Regions from separate parts of the Mus musculus genome. Here regions 1, 2 and 3 are each linked to region 4. The links are chromatin contacts, called in public ChIA-PET and promoter capture Hi-C maps. All regions are on one chromosome and are shown on one strand. Each heading gives the region's core, a stretch centred on a gene start, on an enhancer-like site or on the middle of the called end of the contact. The rest is flanking DNA. Distances are from core to core; before and after follow the strand shown.

The links. Promoter capture Hi-C pulls out the DNA fragments that hold promoters and counts their contacts. ChIA-PET counts read pairs in DNA pulled down with a chosen protein or histone mark.
Region 1: an RNA polymerase II ChIA-PET map of memory CD8 T cells shows a contact between it and region 4, with 7 read pairs. The contact joins the promoter of 1700123O20Rik here to the promoter of Tm9sf1 in region 4. A contact is called at or near these places in 1 of 39 promoter capture datasets (liver), 2 of 115 datasets of contacts at active chromatin or transcription factors (astrocytes and memory CD8 T cells) and 1 of 9 other capture datasets (adipose tissue).
Region 2: a promoter capture Hi-C map of embryonic stem cells shows a contact between it and region 4, with 4 times the contacts expected there. The contact joins the promoter of Thtpa here to the promoter of Tm9sf1 in region 4. A contact is called at or near these places in 16 of 39 promoter capture datasets (the 3T3-L1 cell line, 3T3-L1-derived adipocytes, the C10 cell line and 10 more), 2 of 484 Hi-C or Micro-C datasets (B cells and CD8 T cells), 8 of 115 datasets of contacts at active chromatin or transcription factors (the 230-238 cell line, the SCID.adh cell line, embryonic forebrain and 3 more) and 2 of 9 other capture datasets (adipose tissue and embryonic stem cells).
Region 3: an RNA polymerase II ChIA-PET map of memory CD8 T cells shows a contact between it and region 4, with 8 read pairs. The contact joins the promoter of Ngdn here to the promoter of Tm9sf1 in region 4. A contact is called at or near these places in 7 of 39 promoter capture datasets (the C10 cell line, embryonic stem cells, hippocampal neurons and 2 more) and 2 of 115 datasets of contacts at active chromatin or transcription factors (forebrain and memory CD8 T cells).

Annotation. Positions count from the first base shown.
Region 1 is chr14:54,683,922-54,688,636 of GRCm38.p6, reverse strand. It overlaps 1700123O20Rik (RIKEN cDNA 1700123O20 gene), which reads right to left and starts at 2,466. Exons shown (of 2, transcript NM_021437.2): 1 at 1,517-2,466. It overlaps Acin1 (apoptotic chromatin condensation inducer 1), which reads left to right and starts at 1,706. Exons shown (of 19, transcript NM_023190.3): 1 at 1,706-2,168; 2 at 3,561-3,626. The coding sequence starts at 1,857.
Region 2 is chr14:55,093,122-55,097,760 of GRCm38.p6, reverse strand. Thtpa (thiamine triphosphatase) reads right to left here and starts at 2,977. Exons shown (of 2, transcript NM_153083.5): 1 at 1,755-2,977; 2 at 1-381. The coding sequence starts at 2,301. The coding sequence ends at 254.
Region 3 is chr14:55,013,471-55,018,400 of GRCm38.p6, reverse strand. Ngdn (neuroguidin, EIF4E binding protein) reads right to left here and starts at 2,947. Exons shown (of 11, transcript NM_026890.2): 1 at 2,813-2,947; 2 at 2,173-2,232; 3 at 1,264-1,335. The coding sequence starts at 2,824.
Region 4 is chr14:55,640,612-55,645,216 of GRCm38.p6, reverse strand. It overlaps Tm9sf1 (transmembrane 9 superfamily member 1), which reads left to right and starts at 1,846. Exons shown (of 5, transcript NM_001360063.1): 1 at 1,846-2,623; 2 at 3,629-4,250. The coding sequence starts at 2,279. It also overlaps a transcript of Tssk4 not described here.

The sequences.
Region 1 (4,715 bases), core at 1,217-3,716, 960 kb after region 4:
TTGAATGATTTGGGGGCAGAGGTTCCTGTACCAAGAGAAGAGTAATTATTTTCAGTTACCTCGAGTCTTAGAGAAAAATCTCGCAGGCCTCAAATTCAAGATTCTCCTGCCTCAGCCTTGAAGTGTTGTTGGTGTTACAGACTGCAGGCATGCCACCTACCTATAGTCTCTCTCCCCACATCCCTTCTGATTTTATAGTCAGTCTGAACTGTGAAGTGTCACCACAGCACTTCTGTGATGCTAGCGATTCACTTTCTACTCTCCAGAACCCGTGCATCAAGTGACCTGAAACCACCTGTAGCTTCAGCTCCTGATCTGAACTTTGAACTCTGTGAGACAGGCACATACCCATAGACAGACACACATATACACAAAATAATAAAAACAAGCCAGATGGTGGGGAAGCCCTTAATCCCAGCACTTGGGAGGCACTCACAAGCAATCTCTAGTTCATAGCCAGCCTGGTCTACAGAATGAGTTCTAACACAGCTAGGGCTACACAGAGAAACCCTGTCTTGAAAAGAACCAAACACATAATAAGGAAAGGCAAGCAGCTGAGGCAACCTGGGTAGTAAAGAAAGAAATGATCAAAACCCACACAGAAAACACATCTTGCTTGCTCTCTCTCTAAAATTAAAGTGTGCAGCTTTTTAAACTTTGGTACAAGCAACTGGCCCTAACAGTTTGTTCCACAGTTACACAAGTGTGTGTGTGTTGGAGAGACATGATGCAAGAACCCTCTGTGCAATGCGTACACAGTCTCTGAAATCTGTTTTAAAAAATTTATGTTCTATGACCCCCTTATTAAATTCTGTACCACACCAGTAAACTTTAGAGCAGGCTAAGTCTTGTCTCAAATAAGGTAGCAGAAAATCAGAAGCCACACTAACTTTTTTCAGGTTCTGAAAAAAAAAATGCCTTTGCTTTCTTGACTTGGCCTAAAAAGTGTGCTATTGATGCACATCTCTGAACAGTTTTCCTTAATGGTTTATACCTGCAAGTGCCACTGACTTTGCATTATGTGTGCAAATGTAAGCCAACTTATTCCAAAATGTTTCCGTCCTACAGTTTGTTTCTCCAACAACGAAAACCTTCACCTCTCTATGACCGTAATTACTACTGCTGTTCCTACCTCTTCAAGTTGGAAGATTTGTATCGACAAAGAATAGAATCCCTAAACGTAAGTTCTAAGTCCCGGTTCAGGGTGACTGCCAGTTTCAAAGTGGCTCTACAGGGAGAAGTTTCTCCTAAAACTTCTCTTTTTCAGAGAAAGGTAATTTTTAACCCAGGGTCTTGCTACATGGCTTCCATGGTTATTGTCATTAATAAACTCAAAAGACCTGATTTTTCTTTTTCCCACGTAGGAAGCCGCAGGTCTCTCATTCCTTAGCCCCACAGGACAAAGTATTTCTTACACAGAATGGCCGGGATATAGAAGATGGAAGCAGGAGGGGTCCCCAAAAACCTGCAGACACCAAGTCTCATCTGGCCTAGGAGAGACTTCTTTTCCTCTTACCTTCCTTTTCCCCTTGGAAGACGCCCAGAGATCACAAGAGTCCTTCAGCTCCTGCTCCAACTCTCCGAGCCTCTTCCATGTTTCCTGAAAACCCGAAGCAGAGCCAGCCCCCAGTAACCCACGCACTTCCGGTCCGGAACCAGCCCCAAATACCCAAGTGCCCCAGCGCCCCGGCCCCCAGGTCCGGAGATAGCCGAATATCTCCGATTATGGGTATGCCAGATTCGAGGGCTTCCGAAGAGATTCGATTCAAAGCCCCGGCAAGCCGAAAACAAACGAGCCTGAAAGCCAGATGGGAGGGGCCAGCCGCTAGGTAGATGGAAAAAGCCGATTGGTACCGATGTGGGGACGGAAACGACCGAACAGCTCCGGAGAAACCCGGGGAATTCTGAGCGGTAATAGAGGGGTAGACTATGGCAGTGGGCGGGGCCAATCCGGTCCGTTCGAAGGGCGTTGGCGGAAATTACCGAAGATGCCCGAAGCCGTCGGGACGGACCCGAGTACCTCACGCAAGATGGCGGAGCTGGAGGAGGTGACTCTGGACGGGAAGCCTCTTCAGGCTCTGCGGGTGACCGACCTGAAGGCCGCACTGGAGCAGCGAGGCCTAGCCAAGAGCGGGCAGAAGAGTGCCCTGGTCAAGCGGCTCAAAGGGGTGAGAAGTCAGCGTTGCCGAGGTGTCGGAGGGGAGCGGACCCGGTAGAGACGAGTCTCCGCCGCGGCGCAGGCGCAGTGTCCGGGCTCGGCGCGAGCTCTCTCAGGCCGCCAGCGCGAGCCTGCAGATCCACGCGCACGGTGGTTGGTGTGGCTGGCGCTGGGATAGAGATAACGCCGGTTCCCGCCTTAACGGCAGCGGCGCGAGCCCAAAATGGGAGGGTGCGCGCTACTCTCCCGGAGTGTCTTAAGCTCCTTCCTTCTTCCCCCACCCCCTCCTTGTTTGTGTCTGTGTTGTCGGCGCATGCGCTGCAGAAGGAGTTAAATCCCTCTACAACCACCGGTGTGGCTGGCCTTAAGGGGGCGAGCAGGGCTGGGTCCGAGTTAGGGATACAGTTGGGCGGATGGGGTTGCTGTCTATGTCTGCAATAGGACATTTGTGATAGGGTAAAAAATGTCCGCTCGACTAGATTAAGTGAAAGGAAACCTTGATAGAAAGACTTGGTCAGAGACGGCTGTCTAATTTATAGGGAATCGAGCAGCAGTCTGGATAAGTATTTGGTGGCTATTGGTACGAGAGGTGAGACAGATTACTTTAGGCTGGGGATTTTGTGTCGGTTTGAGTAGTGAGGGTGAGCTTGTCGGGAGGTACACATACTGTGTATCGCTTTGGTGTAAATGGAGGGAAAGAAGGTGAGCTGAACTAGTGTTATTAGAGTTCATTAGCATACGTGACTCGTAATACTGATGGGGACTCTGGGTCAGTTCAGGGTTTGAGTTGACAGACCGTTGCTTATCCCGAAGCTGACAGTTTGTGGGTGGGTGTGGATTAGGTCAGACCACTGGTTACAAGGTCTGTGGTTAGTTTCCCTGTGAAATTTTTAATACATTTTATTTGTCCGGGTGTTACACTGCTGGAAGTTGTGCAAGTTCAGTTAAGTAGTTGTAGTTCTGAAAAACTAATCAAATAATAGTCAAATCCAAATTAGCCTCTTGTTGGTTTTATGTGATTTGAAACTTGTTCTGAGTACTTGGAATTTTTTTTTTGCCTGTATTACCGGATTTAGAAGTGGCTCCTAGTCAAAATTGCAGACAATAATAGAGATTCTAGTTCCGATTCTGTCATTTTTGCTGATTTTTGTGACATAGCCAGGTCACTGATTCTTTGTGTGCCTGTGTTTTACATTTGGGAGCAGTAACCATGGCTACCTTTAAGAGACTTATGAAGATGAATGAGAACAGTATTAATAAAGGGCTTTTAGTCTCGGTGAAAGGAATATAGTATAAATGTATATTTAAGTAATTGAATGAGAAGGCTGTGGGAGAGGTAGAGACCTGGATTGCGTTTTTGTTCCCCCTCCCGGTTTCTGATTTTTGCTCTTCTTTATACCAGGCTCTAATGCTAGAAAATTTACAAAAACACTCAACACCCCATGCTGCATTCCAGCCAAATTCACAGGTAAGAGAAAAGGTTTGTTTAGATAGAATGGGCTATTTGGAGACTATAGTAAGTAAATGGGAAGACATGGTGTTGTTTTCCTTGTCATCAGAAGCAGTATTTTCTTAAACTATTTTTATTGCAAGTGATCTCACACTAGACAGTTGATGTCTTTTTTTTTTTTTTAAGGTTTATTTTTATTTTATGTGTATGGGTGATTTGCCTCCCAAAGGGTCCCCACAGAGGCCAGAAGAGGATGTCAAATCCTCTGGAACTGGAGTTACAGACAGCCGTGAGCCACCATATGGGTGCAGAATTGAACCTGGGTCCTCTATAAAAGCAGCCAGGCCTCTTAACCATTGAGCCATCTCTCCAGCCCTCAGACAGTTGAATTCTAATCAACCTCAATTTTGTATAAAGACATGGAGTTTAAAAAAAGAAAAAGAATTTAAAAAATACAGTTTTATTTGAAAGAATTTGATACCTTATTAGTAACCCCCTAGTTCTAGGACTAACTGCTTAACAATCTGTAGTTTCTCTTAAACATCTTTAATACTTTGATTACTTAGGACAAGATACTTAACACTTGGAGTCCTTTGTTTCTTTACCTGTAATAGGAAGAGTAGTCTGACTTAGGTCATTGTTTTATAACTACTCTGCCGGTTTGTCTTAGGAAAAAAACTTTCTTCTAAGAGTTTGTGCATAAATGTTTTTGTTGTTGTTGTTATTGTTGTAAAGTTGAATCAGAGTATCTCTGTGTAGCCAGAATGGCTGAGCACTCAAGCTATTCTATCTTCAGACTCAGGGCAGTCCCCTGCCCAGCTTCCCTAGTGCTGGTGTAATGGGCTTGTGCTCCATCCCCCAGATTTCTACAAATGTTTTATTTTGAAGACATTATCGTATAGTTAAAAACAAAATACAAGTTTCTACACTATATCATCTTGTAGGGCGTTTTTCAGCTTTTAAACCCTTCATTTAGTGTGTCACACACTTAAAGGAAAATGCATTGGTGTGGGCCCAGGACACTGGAAAAGGTGCTTCCTGTTCCCTAATACCTCATTCAAATCTAGGCCCATCATCTAGTCAGCTCTGGGAGGTTACACAGCGTTA
Region 2 (4,639 bases), core at 1,728-4,227, 550 kb after region 4:
AAATCCTATAAACACGAGCGGAAATCAATGGAGGCTGCTTAGCGGCCAGGGGAGAGGGGCGGCCCACAGATTGCATCTGACGGATGAGGGAAGCAGCCAGGGAGGGCTCCAGGAAGGATAGCTCAGAGTGGGCGAAAGACCAGGCAGAGCTGGAGGGGAAAGTGGCTCCGTTGTAAGGGAAAGGAGCACCGTGGGTCCGGATGTGAATGGCGGCTTCAGAGTTACCTTCCCTTTTGGAAAGTGAACGCTGTTGTCAGGATGCTGAGTCCCCTGTGGCCTCACCAGAACTGGCTGCTTCTAGCAGGCGCTGATAGTCCAGAGGCCTGAAGCGCTGTAGGTATACCATGAGCTTGGCTGGTGCCTCCTCCTGTGCTGGCACTCCTGCGGGCAAGAGGACAATGAGGAAAGAAGCAGGTGGAGCCCTCGGACATGCTTCGGTTCTGTTCCCTGCCTACCCAGCCAGGACTCCAAAGTCTGCAAGGCAGTACTAAAAATCCAGAGGCCATCAGGGCAGTTTCTCCAACCCACCCATTCCCTGCAGAAGTGAAAACCTCCCTGCAAAAACCCACTCGGGTTGTGTGGCTGGAAAGCCACCCAAGCGCCTCTCCTCCAGCAATGAGAAATGGTAGAGAAGCATCCTGTGCCACGGAGACAGGGGAGCCAACTCACTTCATTTATTACCGCTTTCTCCCAATCAAGATTCAAGCCCATCTAGGCAAGCCAAAGCTCATTAGCTTGGTAATGGAGCACAGGCAGCGGAGTACAGAAGATAACCAAGTGCTATGGGAAACAGAGGAAAGCAGGGGCTGTGGAGTGGCGAGTGGCGTTCACAGAACCTCAACTCTAACGGCCTGATGCACACATCGCTAATGGACAGCAGCCTGCTGACCCACAGCAGGGAAACTCCACGGGTGGTCTCCAAGGAGGCTCAGCCCTCCAGGGCTGTCAGGCCCAGTGCAGTGCACAATCTCAGAAGTGTGCAGATGAGCTATTTCAGAACTAGGCATGGAAACAGAAACATCTGACAAAGAGTTCACCACTGCCCCCGCCCCCCATACCAGTGTCATGCTCAGCCAAAAGCATGGACAACGAGGTGTGGCTACCTACACCTGTAATGCCACAAGCTTAAGGCCTTTCCTGGGCTACATAGAAGACCACAGAAAGAGCCAAGGGAATAATAACCATGTAGGAAGTTGAAAGAGAAAAGAGAAGTTTGTGGGAAGGATCAAAGCAGAGACCTAATAAATAGAACTAGGAGAATTAAGTGATAACCAGGATGAAGATTGGGAACCGGGAAGAATAAAATCCAAATTAGCTACTAAAGAATTGGAAAGGATTCTTATCAAAGTGTAAACAAATTAGATTTTCAAGAAAATCTCTACAAAAAACAAAAAACAAAAGCACATAATTAAAAGGTGCCACATGCCTTTAATCCCAGCACTTGGGAAGCAGAGGCAGGCGGGTTTCTGAGTTCGAGGCCAGCCTGATCTACAGAGTGAGTTCCAGGACAGCCAGGGCTACACAGAGAAACCCTGACTCGAAAAAACAAAACAAAACAAAAAACCAATTTTCCTTACAAAAATGATTTCCCTCCACTCCTCTATGGCTCAGTAAGGACCTGCAGTGAGGTTAAGTGAGAAAAAAGGACAGCCCAAAGGGCCTGCCTGTCTTCCTCACCCACCATGTTCCTGAGCATAGAAGGGCCTGCCTCCCTCCCCCACCATGCTGCGCACACAAAGACCTGTCTCCCTCACCAAGCATGCTACTGACGGTGATGATCTTCTCTAGGGCAGCCGGGACTTCAGCCTTCTCGTGCACCATGGCCTCTACCTCACCCACAGCATAGCCGAAGTCCGCTGAATCCAAGTCTATTGTGAGCTGAGGCTCCTGTCCATGGGCTCCAGATAAGGCCAGCTTCCAGGAGCTTCGCGTAGTAATAAAACTAGCCACCTCCTGCAGCTTCAGCGAGCCCAGGACAGCAGCCACACCTGCAGGCTTCTGCTCCCCAGACCCGAGCAGTTCAAAGAGCTGGGCCACAATCGCAGCTTCCGATGTGACTTCCACATACTCATTGTGAGGTCCTGAGACACCTGTTACTCCAGGACATTTGAGCTCCCATCCACTACCTTCTCGTTGTCGCAGCCAGTGGTCAGACAGCATAAGGCTTAACTCAGAGGTATCATAGTATGTGTCTCGGAAGGTGACCCGGTGCTCCAGGGTGGCCCCCAACTCCTGCAGCCTTTCCTCCGTGTCAGGCCCTGGAGCGAACTTTCGCTCCACTTCAATCAAGCCCTGGGCCATATTAACCTGCAACCCTGTTTGCCAGGTATTCACTGAGTGCTCAAGGTGAGGACTAGTCAGCAAAGACGGACTAGTCCTGGATCAATTTAAGATGCATATACACTGTCCCAGAGCTCTGCTCCAGGTTCACAGGGCTCTACTTGGAGGTCTCTGCGGGCTGCAACAATGGTGACAAGTCTCCAGTTAAATCCTACTACTGATAACCCAAAAGGCTCCCTAGCAAACAGGCCGTAATGCTGATGACCTATCTTCTCGCTACACCTTGCTACCCAAGGCCAGTGATTCACTGCCCAGGATGATCTGCCATTCTTCGCCTAGCACCAAACAGCGGTACCTCGGGACACTCTTCAAGACCCCAGGGTCTCCTTCTCCCGGGACCCGGAAGTGGGGGAAGGGTGCCCACGCTACACCCGCGAGGAATGCCGGGAGCGGTCTCCGGCTCCGGACCTTAGTCCAGGCTCTTTACGCGCGAGACCGGTCCCAGCACTAGCGGCCATATTAGACCGGTGTGGCGGTGCCGATGACAAGCTAGGCCTGAGAGGTCTGTTAGGTTACGTGCGACCCAACCCGGTGGGCAAGAGAAGAGAGAGCTTCCTCTTGCCCGCTGTTCATCCTGCATTTTTCCTGGAGCCCAGGAATCGGCCAAGATCTCGAGCCTTAGCGTGAGCCTGGCATCCTGGGCCTGGTGCATGATGGGAGATGTAGTTTCCAAAGGACCACCTCACCTTTCCTGCCCACCGATCACTAAGGAAATCAGAATTAGTTTCAGCAAGCGGGACTCTACCTCAAGCTCTACAGGAAGGCTTTTGGGGGTGGCGAACGGGAAGAGTAGTTCCCAACCCCTCCCAGTGTAGACAGTGAATGCGACTGATAAAACACAAGCTATGGCTCCCCACTAAGTGGGGAGTTGTAATGGTTAGTGGAGTAATTCAGTGGTCACTTGGAATATTTTTTATAGTTGTTTTGTCTTTTGTTGCTTCTTGTTGTTTTGACACAAGGATCTCATGTAACCCAATTTGACCTGGAACTCCTCATTCCTCTTCGAGTGAGTGCTGGGTTACCTGTGTGAGCTGCCATGCCCTTACCTCTATCCTGGGATTTTCGAGAGGATAAATGGGAAACTTTCTGTCAATGGAGGAAGTGATGTTTTGAATGTGAATTAGAGATGTAATGGGACAGCTGGAGTGATGGATGCTCAGCACTTAAGTACACTTGCTGTGCTTACAGAGCTGGGATTACCTTCCCAGCACTTAAAGCGCAGGTGGCAACCTCTTTAACTCCAGTTACAGCGGGGTTCTTACGCCCTCTTCTGGCATCCTCCTGTACTGTACTACAGACAAAATACTGGTACATGAGAGTGTATGAGAGAGAATGAATGAATGAATGAATGAATGAATGAATGAATATGGTGGGATTTCTGGAGACCTAGGTGGGAATAACCGCCTGGGTAAAAGCCCAGAAACTAGCTACAGCACCTAGCCAGTATCTAAGCTGACGATGGCTTGAAGTGCAATTGAGTGGCGGGTTGAAAAGCCATGAGTGAGTGGCAGACTCAGTTCAACAGTCGCGGAGGTGGCATTGTTGGGAGTACGAGCAGTAGACAGGCAGAGTGCTGTGCTGCTGCTGGTTTCCCACCATCGGGGAAGCTGAGGCAAGAGGTGACAGCTTGCGGAGAGCCTGAGCTACAGACTGACTTACAGCCCCTCCTGGGCCAAGAGTGAGACAGGCAGGGAGCATCATGGGAACTTGGCACTTACAGACATGGCATTTTGAGCTTAGGAAGGCATTAAACAAACTCCTGCTTCTGGTCTATGGGTTGGATCTTATAGAACACAGAAAATACCAGTGCTTCAACAAGACTGAAAAGTAAAGCCAAGGATCTGAGTGGGGAGGGAACAAGTCCGAGACCCCATCTCTTCTCATTAGCCCAAACCTCACCCGTCCGTCCTCTTTTGTAGACCCACTTGCTCCTGGCCATGGTACAACCACCCTCTCCCGCTTCAGTTATATGAGGATTGAAGAACCAGTTACAAACTTTATTTACTGTTACATGGTAGAAACTCAAAATATTGGTTTCATAAGAAAATATGCCACGCAGCAAGCTTGGGCTCTGGAGACCACTGAGGGTTTACATCATGGGACTATTACTTATCGGCCATGCAATCTTGAGCTGGGAAACCTTATTTTCCTCTAATATAAAATATAAAATAAAGTCCTGTATACTCTGCTTTACAATCTTTTTTTTTTTTCTAAGACAGGGTTTCTCTGTGTAGCTCTGGTTGTCCTAGAACTCATTCTGTAGACCAGGTTGGCCTCAAACTCAGAGACCCACCTGCCT
Region 3 (4,930 bases), core at 1,698-4,197, 630 kb after region 4:
TTGAAAGCTAGCCTATTTCACTGCACATCAGAGAATCTAAAATCCAGCACTTGAAAGGTGGAGAAGTAAGGTCACAAGTTCAAAGCTAATCCATGTTTCATAGCAGGCTCATGTCTAAACAAACAAACAAGCAAACCAGAACGAGGAGGGAAAAAAGGTCCAAGGAAGAGCGGAAGCTCCCACATCTCATTTTCAGATACATCATCTTCACAGTGTGGTGTCTCAAATTCGGATGCATCTTTCAGTCAATGGGTTCTCATCACAGATTAGTGGCATTTTTATCCGCAAGTGATGCATTCCAAAAGTGCCAATGAATGTTTGCAATGGCAGAGCACTGAATCCTATATACACTGTTCTTCCCAATCATTTATGCAAATAATAAACCTTCATTTACAACCAAGTGTAAGAGATTGACAACAACTAGCAATATCAAATACCTCAATTATATTCTAAAATAAATTATTTTAAACTTAGGAGGTGTAACTGAAACTTTACATTCAGTATTTTCAGACTGATGTTAATCTCAGGTAACTGAAGTGACAGGAAACGAAGCTGGGGACTTCTGTATATAAAGTCGTCACCACGGTCCAAACTGACATCATCTAAGACTGTAAGAAACAAAAGAGCAACTCCTCGGCTGTCCTACATGGCTGCTCAAAGTGACGACTCCATTCTTACGTCTTACCCACACACCACACCACACACACACACACACACACACACACACACACACACACACACACCACAACATCCACAAAACCACCTACTCCCCCACAGCATTCAATGGTGAGTATCTCAGGCACATAGCTACTCTCAAACCCCACTGCTTTCTCTGAGGTACCTTTTTTTTGACTCTGCTTGGCTGGCATATCACTCCTCCTGACTTCTGTAAAATGACTGCCACTACTCCTATCTAGTCTTCTGGTCTGCAATTCTTGCCAGACTCCTGTACAGAACCCACACATTACCCCTTTTAGATGAAGCTCTAACTCTTAGGACATACACCACATAACAAACCTACAGTAAAAACCAAACCAAACCAGCAAGCACATCATATGAGGAGGTCCTCCCTCTTCAAGTACCCCCCCCTTAAGATTTACAGTTATTTATGTGTATGTACATTCACACGGCACATGTGTATGGGATGCCCGAGCTAGAATTGTGGGTCATGTAGACACGAGTGCTGGGATCCAAGTGGTTACGTCACCTGGACGGGTGACGTAACCACGGAGCTGGCCCTCCAGCCTGTGCAGGAGCCCTTACCTTCTCTGTAGAATACGTTCCAGCTCGAACTTTTGTCGTCAGTGCTTGGATTTGTGCAGTGACAGCCATCACCTGAAATTAGCCAAGTTAAACCCGAATAGCTCACCCGACCACAAGTAATGTCTATGAACAGTGAAGGATAAATACTAGATAATGCCGCCTAAAAAATGATCTGAAACGCTGTTGCTGAACACCACTGAACTGAGCGTTTCCAACAGTTCTCCAAGAGGCAGAGAAAACATCGTCATGGTGCTGTCTAAAGATGAGGGAGGGGGTCATTAAGAAACCAAGTGAAGGGGGTGAGGAGCCCGACAGTGGCGATGAGGGCTGTGACTTTTGTTGTTTGTGGGGTTGTTTTTGTTTTTTGAGATAGGGTTTGTCTATGAAGCCCAGGTTGTTCTGGAACTCACTATACACTCCAAGCTGACCTTGAACTCACAGAGATCCACCTGCCTCTGCCTCCTAAGTGCTGGGTTTAAAGGTGTGCACCATAAACAGGCCAAGGAGTGTAATTTTATCTGTACCACTAGAACTTACTATGTAAATGCATATTAAGTGGCACTTATAGCCACTATTTTGACAGATTGTCAACATCTGTTTTCTTAGTTATTATTTAAATAAAGGAGTTTGGGTATAACTTAAAAAAAGTTTTCTGGGGGGTGGCTGCAATCGGAATGTAAAGTGACTAAATAAAATAAATAAATAAGTAAGTGAATGGGGGAAAAACAGCTTTCTGTATTTCTTTGGGAGCTGAATGAATTATTTTGAACTTTCATGAAGCGCATATAAGGCTTTTATTTTACACCTAAGATAATTTTGTAGTATTCGAATCATCAAAGTGTGTGGATGAGACTTATGAAGTCAAAGTTAATCCCTGACTGATTTATTCTAAAAGACATACATACTCACCTGCTCCTGGAGGTTTTTCAAAAGTGTTATCGAACTTGACACGTCTGACTCCAGCACCTCCTACAGATAGGAGGGGACAGTTAAAGGTGATCAATTTCTTACTTTAGGCGATGATGATTGCAGAACGTACTGCCTATCAAACTCCCTCCTTTCCTTCAAAACAGTCGCGACTTTTGGGTCGTTTTCCCCCCGCACAGGGGCAGGCAGCCTCGGCACACAGCCAGTCTCCTCCCACCACACCCCCCCCAATTTACTGGAAAAGACCGGAGATTTCATCGCCAAACTTTACGGCTGCCTTTGCCCCAGCCACATTGTACATGTGACGCTAGCTCTGCTCGGAACATTGTCCCACCTTAAGGCCGGGTCACCGCCCGCCATGGTCACGAGACTCTCCCTACAAAGCTCATTCTGAAGAGTAATTTGGGGTTAGCCTCCTGTCCGGAACCAGCCAACCTGCAGCGTCTGACCCTCCCTCTCATCTGACATACGATACCGCTGTGTCAGAGTGAGCGCATCCCTGAGACAACTCTCATCACTCTCATCATCCATGGTGCCAACGGTTTGCCTCGATCCGTGGAGGCGAAAGGAAACTTTCACAGATTCCTTCCTTTCCGGGAAGAAGCAAGGAGACAGAACTCACCGGAGCCGCCATCTTCGCAAAGCCCACCCTTTCCGGGCCCGAACTTCCTAGGAGCTAGCGTGAGTTCATAGTTTTGATAGACAATCACAGTTTGCAAATTTCAGCCAATGGAAGTAAGAGATCTTTCATTTCCGCTAATCGGAGAGGCGGGACCTCACCTAGCCAATGAAATAAAGAAACTCCCTGAATGTGTCAAACGCAGAGGCGTTCTTAAGGCGTAAAGGTGGGCGGGGACAGAAGCATGTGATTCGTGATTTACAGAGAATGATGGATGCTAATTCCAATAAATATTGTGCAGATTATTGATTGACAGCTAGTGCAACCAGTAGAAAAAAGAAATTAGTTATGCAGCCCGAGAGCTCATTGGCTCCCAGATGCCGCAGAGACAGTCTTTCCACGGCGTTTTCCGTGTAGTGCCAAAACAGACCGCAGGGTGGCGGCTTCCGTCCGTTCTCTGATGCGGCAGGGTTGCTGGGCCGCCATTGGCCCCAGGACTTCCAAGTGCGCCTTTCCTGGTTCTGTGACTGTCCTTGAACAACAGTGGAGCCCTTTTCATCCGTAATTTGGATGGTTGGGATGGAGGAGCGGGAACCCAAGGTTCAGAAACCGTCGGCCGCATCACCGGCCAACCCTCCCCGTGCACGCCTAGGACTCTGCGCAAAGGCCGCATTGCGCCCTGCATTCCTCTCGAGGGAAAAATCGACAGGCGAGGAACCGGCTCAACCTGCGTGCCTTTCTCACTGCTCCACTCGTCCACCGCAGAACGTGGTTAAAACCCTGGCTGTGCATATTTCCTTTGTCCCCGTCATCTTTTCTCAGTATCTTCCAACACGCCCACTCCCTCGCCTCTCACGGGCTGGAGGATTAGGTGGGAGTTATAACTCCCACTCTCCGTCTGCATTACACAATACAGCGCTAGAAAGGTCCTCCTGGCTCGGAGTTTCCTCGCGCAACAGAAGAGCAGACCTGAGCCGGGAAATCCAAAGTGTAGCTTTGGCCTTTAATCCCAGATCTCTTTAGTCAAGAGACAAGCAGAGCTCCATGAGTTTCAAGCCAGTCTGGTCTACATTGTGAGATCCCATCTCAATAAACAAAATGAAAACGGGGCTGGAGCGATGGCTCAGTCAGTGGCCAAGAGCACATATTATTCTTGCAGATGACCAACGTTCCATTCCCAGCACCCAGACAAGACAGCTCACAACTACCTTTAACTCCAGCCCCAGGGGAATTTTAGTTCCTTCTGACTTCCCTATATACAGACATAGGCATACATAAAAGTGATTGTTTTTTTGTTTTTTGTTTTTTGTTTTTTTTTTTTAAGCAAAAAAGAGTAATCCTTTTTCTATCTTGAATTCTGGGTGAAACATTCTAGTTTCTACCTATTTGGGAACTACATAAAATGGGACAGAGGGTTTGCCTGTGATATTTATTTGCTGTTTAAGGTTCATTGGGAGGCGCAGAGCACTGTAAGAACCTACAAGAGTTTTGGTATTTTTCTGTCTTTTAAAAAAAAAAGTTTATTTATTATATGTGTGCGGCACGCTTGTGAAGATCAAATGGGAGTTGGATCTCCTTCCACTATGTGAGTCCTGGAAATAGAACTCAGTTGGTCAGCCTAGTGGGCAAGCGCCTTGACCTGGAGCCATCTTGTCAGCACTTTTCATGTATTTATTAGGATTTTCTTGTGAAACTTCTGTTTTAACACTATTTTTTGGAACTTGAAGTTTGTCATATGTGTTATAGACAAACGATTACAATATCTGAGAAAATAAATAATACTTCCTTTTAAAGAAAAGATTTATTTATTTTATGTATTGAGTACGCTGTCACTGCCTTCAGACACACCAGAAGAGGGCATCAGGTCCCATTACAGATGGTTGTGAGCCACCACGTGGTTGCTGGGAATTGAACTCAGGGCATCTGGAAGAGCAGTCAGTGCTCTTAACTGCTGGTACTGCCTTATTTTTTTTTTATCATTAAAATACCAATAACCTTGGCGAGATGGCTCAGCTGTTAAGAGCACTGGTTGCTCTTCCAGAGGTCCTCAGTTCAGTTCCCAGCACCCATGGCAGCTCACAACTGTCTGTAACTCCAGTTCCAGGGGATCTGACACCCTCA
Region 4 (4,605 bases), core at 597-3,096:
CTCACCCTGAGACCCCTTGCTGAGGCAAGAGAATCGCTGTAGGTCTGAGGCCAGATGAGGCTGCCGAGACCCGTCTCAATAAAACCTCCAATTAACCAACCCCAGAACCCGATACTCAGCCCCTTCTCTTCCTGAGGTACTGCCGGTTTAACAGTCCTTCCAGCAGTAGTTTGAAAAATGGTCCCAGAGGAAGGTGGCTCAGAGGCTAGCAAGGTGGTTGACATGAAAGAGTATGGGGCCTCTACATCAAGAAAATGATGGAAAACAAAGAATCAGGAAACAAATCAAGGGAGCTTGCGATTTGAGAGGTGCTAAGAGAAGCTTTGATTTCTGGCTTCACTGGGTAGGTCATCCAAAGAAAACTCCAAAGCATCTTAAGTTATTCCTAACCACAGAACTCAGTCAGGCCTGCCTCAGTACCGCAAGCCTTGCACACACTTGCAGTCCCAGCTACTCGCGAAACCGAGGCAGGGCTATTGCTTCGGCAGCAGTTCCAAGGCCAGTCAGGCAACACAGCAAGACTGACTGTCTTGAGGAGGGCAAAGGGGTCAAAACAAAAGCCACTGTGTCTGGCTCAAGCCTAGCTTCCTAGACTCTAACCGCTTCAGGACAGTGGGTGGATCAGAAAAGAACAGTCGTAGGAGTGAGGAAAGAATGGCTGCTTGTGATTTCTCTCAGTACTTGCTTCCGCCAGAATAGAAAAATTGAAGTCAGCTTCCTTCCGTTTGCTCCCATGTTGCCAAGTGAAAGTCACTGTTCAAAAGGGGCAGAGCCCCTTCACAACAGCTTGAGCCAGACAAAAGTAACGCGTTCAAAGAAACCTGCAAAGTTAGGGAGAAGTCCAAACGTCCCACAGACGAACTTGGGAACAAAATGACGGAAGTGAGATGGTACCTGTAAGCTCTGAAACTCTGAAGGCGGAGACTCAAAAGACCCCGGGTTCGAGGTCTGCAGGGACTCCACATTCAAAAAACAAAACAAAAACCTACTTCCGATCAAAAACCGCGCTGTCGGGCTGGTGAGATGGCTCTGTGGGTAAGAGCACCCGACTGCTCTTCCAAAGGTCCCGAGTTCAAATCCCAGCAACCACATGGTGGCTTACAACCATCTCATAACGAGATCTGACTCTCTCTTCTGAAGTGTCTGAGGACAGCTACAGTGTACTTACATATAATAAATAAATAAATCTTAAAAAAAAAACGCGCTGTCAACCCGCACAACTTGCAGGGTGAAATGGCAAACTGTAGGTGCACCTCACCTACCTCCCGCATGCCTGTTGCCAACAATAACCGGTCCGTGCCTCCAGAAAGCCTCGGAGGGGCACCTTTACCAAGGTGTTGGAGGCTACAGGTCCCTGGCGTGGGAACGCGGCACAAAGCCCCGCCCCGCCCAGGTTAGGGACAACTTTCCGCGTCCGGGCCGACCTCAGCAGCCGGGGGCGGGTGCCGCGCTCCCGCTCCCCAGCTGTCTCTCTCCATCCTAGAGAGGACAGCCCAGCCGCGCGAGAGCCCGTGGGAAGCCGCCCGCGACACACCGGCGAGCATCGCGGAGCTCTTGGCTCAGGAGAAGAGCCTTCCCGCCTTCCCGGAGCTGAGGTCCCCGTCGGCGAAGGCGGAAGTGGTAAGACTGACGTGTCCGGGCTGCGGTGCTGCTCGCCGGGACGACCACTGGCATCGCTCGGTGGCTCGGGGAGCGAGCATCGTGGAATCCGTGGCCGGGCCGGATTGCGGGCGAACCAGAGCTCTTCCAGGAGCATTCGAATGAGCCGAGGGCGGACGCCGGCGACGTGGCAGCAGCCGCGGCAATCAGGCGCAGCGGCGGACAACCCGGAGGAGGTCCGTCGTCAGGTCCTCCGCAAGCCTACCGCTCCGGCGCCGCTGTCTGGAAGACCGGGGCAGAAGCCCAAGGGCAGCTACGGGGCCCCGTGAGGCCACTGGCGCCTCTTTGGCCAGCCGGTACCTCGCAGTGAGGACCCTGGAGCTGCGGCGAGTGCCCCTTCCGTAGCAGCGAGCCCGCCGGGCGTTGCTATAGAAACGGGTTGGCACGCGCAGCCCCGGGCTGGGGAGGCCTAGAGGCGTGAACCCTAGGTTGGGAGTACTATTGAGTGCACGCCAGGCCCCGTCTTTGGGATAGATAAGTTCTGTGGTGTGGGGATCGGGAGGCCGAAGGGAGGAGGTGGAGCCAATGGGCACTTGAGAGACCAGAACCGGGTCATCATGATTTGATTCCTAGTTTCTGTAACCACGGGATTCCCCCAACAGGTTCTGCTGCCTTAAGGATGACAGTCCTAGGGTACCCTCGAAGTTGGAGCTGCCATTGTTTGCCAGTCCTGATACTGTTGCTGGGCATAGGCCATGGGCCATGGGTGGAAGGTGTCACACACTACAAGCCCGGCGACCCTGTCATTCTATATGTCAACAAAGTGGGACCCTACCATAACCCTCAGGAAACTTACCACTACTATCAGCTTCCAGTCTGCTGTCCTGAGAAGATCCGCCACAAAAGTCTTAGTTTGGGTGAAGTTCTGGATGGGGACCGAATGGCCGAATCTTTGTACGAGATCCGCTTTCGGGAGAATGTGGAGAAGAGAATTCTGTGTCACATGCAGCTCAGTTCTGCACAGGTCAGCTGCTCTCCGCGGTACATATCACTCAGCCCTCCTTGCTAGGGACTAAGGGTGCCTTGCATCTATGGTACCTTTATGGAAATTATGTTTGGACTCCAACTACAACCCCGTGTACTTGCTTAGATGTTCCAAACTGACTTTTCAAGATAACATGGATCCAGAGATGCAGAGCGGGGAGCTTAGAGCCTAAGGCTCTTCGCTGTCAGTAATAGGTCCCAGAGTCCTGTGCAAGTCTCTCTCCTTCCGTACATGCCTCTGTTTTTTTCCATGACTTTTTTTTTTACTTTTTAGCCTTCCCTGTTACTTTTCTTTTTTTTCCTTTAGCAAATTTTGGAACTTCTTAATTCCAGTCTTTTTATACTTTGCTCCATTTATTTTTCTGAGACTTTATCCTAGCAAAGAGATCCTTGTTCTTTTTTGGGGCTAATATACCAGAATCAGTCAGTGAGTCTCAATGGAAAACAGTTTTGTACCTAGGTACTTTGGCAGTGTATAAAGACATTTGGTTTGGTTGGTTTAGGGGTTTGTTCTTGTTTTGAACATTGAGATAAGGTCTTACTATGTAGCCAAGGCTAGCCTCAAACCCAATAGTAACCTTCTAAGTGCTGGGATAACAGGTTTGTTCTATACCAGATCTCTACCCATCAACTAAGATAGGCTTTCTCTATGTAACAACAGCCCTGGATGTCCTGGAACTCTCTCTGTAGACTAGGATGGCCTTGAACTCACAAGAGATCTACCTGCCTCTGCCTCCCCAGTCCTGGGACTAAAGGCGTGCACCACCGTAGCCCATCTTGGAAATAATTTTGATTGTCACAGCTCAGTGGTACTATTGGTATGTAGTGTGTAAGGATCAAGGATGCTGACCCCTGCCATGCACAGATCAGTATCTCCCTACAACACAGAATTAGCCAAACCAAAATAGGAGTACCGCCAAGTCTTCAAAACCCTGTTTAACTCTGCGAGGCTTTGTGTAACCGACTCCTGGCTTGTTCTTTACAGGTGGAGCAGCTGCGCCAGGCCATTGAGGAATTGTATTACTTTGAGTTTGTGGTCGATGATTTGCCAATCCGTGGTTTTGTGGGCTACATGGAAGAGAGTGGCTTCCTGCCACATAGCCACAAGATAGGCCTCTGGACACATTTGGACTTCCACCTAGAATTCCATGGAGATCGAATTATATTTGCCAATGTTTCGGTGCGGGACGTCAAGCCCCACAGCTTGGATGGGCTGCGGTCTGATGAATTGCTGGGCCTTACTCACACTTACAGTGTGCGCTGGTCTGAGACGTCAGTGGAGCATCGGAGTGACAGGCGCCGAGGTGATGATGGAGGCTTCTTTCCTCGAACCCTGGAAATCCATTGGTTGTCCATCATCAACTCCATGGTGCTTGTGTTTTTACTGGTGGGTTTTGTGGCTGTTATTCTAATGCGTGTGCTTCGAAATGACCTGGCTCGGTACAACCTAGACGAAGAGACGAGCTCTGGCGGCTCTAGTGACGACTTTGACCAGGGCGATAATGGCTGGAAAATTATCCATACAGATGTCTTCCGCTTCCCTCCATACCGTGGTCTGCTCTGTGCTGTGCTTGGTGTGGGCGCCCAGTTCCTGGCCCTTGGCACTGGTGAGGGGATATGAATTGCTCTCAGGGTAGCAGATAGGTCATTAGAAAAGTTCAGTGAGCCGGGCATGGTGGCGCACGCCTTTAATCCAGCTTGGTCTACAAAGTGAGTTCCAGGACAGCCAGGGCTATACAGAGAAACCCTGTCTCTGGAAAAAAAAAACAAAAACAAAACAAAAAAAAAAAAGAAAAAAAGTTCAGTGGATTTCCTCTTGTGTTCAAGGTGAGAAAGAGACCTAAGGGACTCGGTAGCTCTAGTGCGGATGTGTGTGGGTTTTCCTGACTCCAGTAGAACTAGGAAAATCACCTGAGGGACCTGGGTTAAGGGGGATGATTTCTCTGAGGTCGAGAAGAGGTG